Regions from separate parts of the Gossypium hirsutum genome. Here region 1 is linked to region 2. Evidence: chromatin contacts called from public Hi-C data. All regions are on one chromosome and are shown on one strand. The core of a region is the stretch at or near the end of the contact, and the rest is flanking DNA. Distances in the headings are between cores, read along the strand shown.

Region 1 (2,700 bases), core at 11-2,510, 220 kb after region 2:
ATCCTTTTGAGCTCGGGTTTTCCCCGATTTGGTACCTTTACCCTCCATTAATGAGCTTCAGTAATATACCACTATTTTCTTCTAACCTTCACTAAGTTTTTGACTTGTTTTCTGTTGTAAAACTTTAGCTGCATCTCGATTTTATTACCCACAATTATCTACTATCAACTATTTTCCGTTCCAAACCATTTGATTTGCCTGAATCTTTCGAAAACTTGATGATTGACTCGAAGTCAACACTTCTAGATAAAGAACAAAACTGAAGAACAGGGGAGATACGAACAAAAGGAAGAAAAAAAAAAGAACAGGGGAGATAGCTCAATAGATAATGATAAACCTTTCTAAAGTCTAAAGGCTAAGAAAAAGAAAGTGATGATCTGAGATTTACGAGGATAAAGTGGCCACTGGCAGCTCCCCCCGTTTATATTAAGCAAGGGAAGGTTGACTAAACTCGCGTCTCATCGCGAGCTCTGTGCTCGCGCGAACATTCCGTATTTAATTTTGTCTCTCCCTTTTTTGGCAGGATTACTTTTGCCATTTAGACAAGCGTAATATATGATGTTATAAAACAATATTATAAATAAATCAAAATATTTCTTTTACGATAATGATATTTATAATAATGAATTCTTATTTTTTTAGGTTTTTAATTTAATTTGATTTTTAAAAAAAATTATGCATAAAATTATATATCACATATAAAATTTAAAATTATTATTAAGTTTCAACCAATTAAAAATACATATTTAAATACATTCGAATTTATATATTTTTTATTGTTACAATAGCATTGAATTAAGTTACGATCAATTTTTAAAGAATTGAATTACAAAAGCTTTTTTTTCGCAATACATGATTTTGTTGCAGGTTTTGATCTTTGGATTCAATAAAAGAAATCTTCTTCAAAGATTTTAAGTTGTAGATTTTTAAAAAATTATTTTGTTTGTAGTCATTATTTTAAAAATTAATTTTCAAATGCATGGTTCTTAAAAAATTAATTTATCAAATATAAATAAAAAAAGTTATTCGCTTTTTGATTTATCTATGCTAAATTAGTAAATTTAATGTAGGAGGATGTAGGTTCGAGCATGCTAGAACTTATTATCCTCCTATTTATGGGTTAGAAATAATTTTAAACATTATGTCAAAAAGAAAATATATGATCAAAATATTAGAAGAAAACTATATAATAAGAATGGTTGAAACCAAACGAATAAATGGATCTGAAACATATAATACATGAAAATTAATAAATTAAAGGCAAAAAGAAAAATTGTGATTCATTTATCCCCCTTCTACTCTTTAAGCGTGGCGTGTCCTATACTATTTAATAAAAGAAATAACACTTCACTTACCCAGCAGCCATATATGACAAATCATTCTCCTCGCGATGATACTCGTACGACGATCTCGTCGGATAGCAAGCGTGGCGTGCCTCGTCGCCACATAACACTCAAGTTTTTTGGAAGTTTCTAATTGTAAGCCAAGGTATTAAACAAAATGTTAAATGGGCAGCATTTTAATACAAGAGGTAAGCAAGGCTTTAGTCTTAAAAATGAAAAAGAAATTGTAATTTAATTTTTTGTAAATGATAAGATTATAAATTAATAATATAATAACTCCTCAAAAATAAAAGTAAAAAAAAAAATAGAATCACAAAAACTTATAAATATCTGAAAAAGAAAGTGAGATACCTGAGTATTTTAGACAATGTGAATATGAATTCCAATTGAACGCTCGCGCGATGGAAACGCTCGCGAAATGGAGATCTAGACTACTTCTTCGAATTCCTTTTTCTTTCTTTAGGATGATAATCAGTTTCTTTTCTTCAAAACCTCAAAATGGAAGAGCAAAAGGGAAAAAAACAGCATCGAGCAAAGATGCAGGGTACAGGTGGCGGTGCTGAAGCTGGAAGCCATTCCAAACGACCTCGTACCGGTCCTGAAAGGCATAAACTGTATCGAGAGATAAAAAACGTAAGAGTGATTCCTTAAACCATCATCGATTTTTTTTCCTTTGTTTATATATGTCTTCATTCAATCCTTGCCTTGTGTTTTCATGACTAAAGTGGATGTTTGAGGAGCTTCAACTCGTCGAAATAGATTATCACGAAAAGCTTCAAGAGTTGGCCGAGAACAAGAATGAGCTGGAGCGATGCAGATCAGAACTTGGAGATAAGGAAAATGAGATCCAACAACATAGGGCAACTCTTGAGGCACAGGTTCTGCACTGCCCATTTCTCTCTCCTTTTACACTAATATGGTGTCATGTCAATAGTACTAATTAACTTAAACAATCATAAATTAGTTTGAATCACATGCTTGGTTTTGTATATACTAATATATGATGATTATAATTAAGAGTATTTTGCAACATGTTTGGTCTTGATTCTTAGATCACATAGTTTCAGTGGAACACGGGAAACCTAGGGTTAAAGTGGAAATAAAGAATTGTGCTTTTTCCCTAAGCATTTATATGATAATTGTGTTTTCTCAGAAAGCAAGCATGGAATTGATGGAGCAAACCGTCGTTCATATAATGGCACACTTGGTACGGAAATTTGTATAGTATTAACCGTTTCTCTCTTTTTCTTACTAAAGATCTGTTGCTTATATATTTTTATAACAATATATTTATTATGCTTTTTACTCAGTACCCAACACTTGGTTAAATCCATGTTATCTTCTAATCGGATGAGTA
Region 2 (2,700 bases), core at 11-2,510:
TTCAAATCTATTTGGACCTAACAAGTTTTACTGAAACTCAATAACACTTTAAATATAATTTCTATTTTCTTTTTTATGATTTATTAAATTAGTTAATTTAAAATAATTATTTTGATTTGCTATGTAAAATTAGCGATGTCGCTATTCATGCAGTAATTTTTTTTAAAATTGAGTTTTCTTTTTATTATTATAATATTCAAAAGACTATGGGTTGAATGCGTTTTTATTTTAATTTAAGAGTTGAGTGAAAATATTCATGTAAGAAATTTATAAAAAATTATTTTAAAAATTAAATGTGGTTAGTTGAAATGATAAAATTGAAATAGTGAAACTTATAATGTCATCGGTTCAAATTTCATAATCTCCTCATTCTATATATATAATATTTTTAGATTTATCAAAATACAAAATGACACAAATGTTCTCAAAATAATATTTGCTATTTTATAAAATACATGAGTTTTTGATAATCTTTTAATTGAGTTGGAACCTAGTTCAGAGGTGATACTAACTTAATCGATCAGTTAATATATATTATTTTCAATTTTAATAAATATTAAAAATTCTATCCCACACGAATGCGTGTGGAGACCACGAATAATAAAATAAAATTTTGGATGAGTGGGAAATTTTAAGTTTTACTAATTCAATTGTCATGAGTTTAAATTCTATTATATGCAAATTTTTTTGATTTTTTTAGAAAAAATAAAAAGATAAAGTATTCTCGAATAATAAAATTTATTTTAAATATGAAAAGGCATCAAAGTAAATTCTCTAATCGAGTTGGTGTTCGGTTGATTGGTGACACTAACTCGATCATGGACTTAAATAATAGTGTAAATATAGTTAATTGAGGTAATGAAATGCATAAATATTAGAAAAAGAAAACTTTGATTAAGTATGAAATTTAAAATTTTACCTCAAAAATTTAAATATTATTATATCCATATTTTTTATTTTTTAAATAAGATTGATGCCCGATTCATGTCATCGGAGAGAAATTTTCGCGCGAGCAGATGAAAAAGTTGCGAAGAAAAAAAAGGTTTAATTGTGTTTGTAGTCTCTATATTTTTGTATATTTGAATTTTAGTATTTTAGTTTTTCTATTCTTTTAATTTAATAATCAAAGTTGAATTAATGACACCGTAAGAAGAATTCTGTTAAATTGAATTATGTGTCTATCTTTAAAATATAAAATTTGATCACAAGGCTTATATTACACATATAAAAAAGTCGCGTAATCTAATAAACCGTTGGTTGTGTTGCTAAAGTCGAGGCTTTGAAATTTTGAATGCTTAAGTTCTAATTTCTGCATATGTTATGATTGATCTTAACTGCAACTTCAAAAAACATATTATTAAACAAAAAATAAAAGGATTAAATTCTTAATATTAGAAAGTAAAGGGATTAAAGTTCAAATGAACAAAGAGTACAGGGACTGAGTACAATTAGATCAAAACAGAGTTCTAACTTGAGACTATGAATATTCAGTGTCTCTTCAAAATTTGAGATGATGAGTTTCTTTTCTTCACCGTCGGTTTAGCCTTTCGGAGGTTCATCAGAAATGGACGGTTCTCACCTTTTCATCACTTTTTCTTCGTTTTGTTCTTATCTAGAGGCGTTGACTTGAAGTCGTCGTTTGTTTTTTTGAATCTTTGTTCCATCCCCTAAGCAAGTTTTTTGAAAGATTCAATCAATTGTTTTGAATCGAAAGTAGTGTGTAGTACAAATTTCGGGTAATCAAGTAGAGAGGCAGCTTTATTCTTGTAATCTAGTTTGATGGTGAAAAGAAAGCAGCAGCCTCCTCCAGAAATGGAGGGTACTGGCGGCGCTGAAGCGGCGGTGGAGGCTGAGACCGGAATCCAACCCCAACGAAGGTGTACCAAATCTCTGAAAACGCGAGCTCAGATGGATAAACATAACGAGAGCTGTAAACGATATCGACTGAAAATTAAAGTACAGTGATCGTCAACTTTCCCCTTCGTTTATTTATGTCTTTAATTAATTAATTAATTTTTGCTTTGGTGTTTCTATAACTAAAGATGAGGCGTGAGGAGAAGGAACAAGAGATCCCAAAGTTGAAGGATGAACACCAGAAGACGAAAATGGAGCTAGAGGAATACAAGTCTAAAATTGGGGTTATGGGAAATGAGATCCAACAACTTAAGAGAAAGCTTGAGGCACAGGTTCTGCACTCGCATTCCTCTCTCCTTTTAGTTTCATTTCAATAATAATTAGCTTAAACTATCATAAATTTGTTTGAATCACATGAGAAACCTTGAAATCTCCTAGAATACCCATTTATAGGACTGTTTTTTAATCTTATTTTTGTGAAATCATAATTGCTTTTTTATAAACAGCAAACGAGGAACAATTGAGGGGAATCCCACTGGATGGAAAGTTGATGTACGGAAATTTGTATTATATAAATCTTTGTTTTTTTTAAAAAAAAAATACTTGTTTAGAAAACTGTTTCTTGTAAACTTCTATAATTTATGTTTATTGCCATTTTTACTTAGTAGTTAGTACTCAACATTTGGTTAAGTTTATGTATCTTTTATTCAAAGATTTATCACTGTTTATTTCTTTTCTATGATAAGGCCATAACTTAGTAGTAGAAAGGAAATTAGGTGAATTTTTAGATCCCTTGTTTAAGTGTCATTGGATGTAGTTTTCTCTATATTTATTCTAATTTATTTT

The links. A called contact is a pair of places that touch in the nucleus more often than the background predicts.
Region 1: a contact with region 2 is called in a Hi-C map of leaf, with 5 times the contacts expected there. The contact joins the promoter of LOC107950137 here to the promoter of LOC107950711 in region 2. A contact is called at or near these places in 14 of 34 Hi-C or Micro-C datasets (anther, callus, hypocotyl and 3 more).

What each region holds. Positions count from the first base shown.
Region 1 is chrD03:35,761,834-35,764,533 of Gossypium_hirsutum_v2.1, forward strand. LOC107950137 reads right to left here and starts at 1,261. Exons shown (of 8, transcript XM_016884920.2): 1 at 1-1,261. The coding sequence starts at 48. It overlaps LOC107950136, which reads left to right and starts at 1,499. Exons shown (of 11, transcript XM_016884918.2): 1 at 1,499-1,976; 2 at 2,069-2,221; 3 at 2,497-2,550. The coding sequence starts at 1,842.
Region 2 is chrD03:35,543,901-35,546,600 of Gossypium_hirsutum_v2.1, forward strand. LOC107950711 reads left to right here and starts at 1,261. Exons shown (of 8, transcript XM_016885631.2): 1 at 1,261-1,956; 2 at 2,043-2,186. The coding sequence starts at 1,780.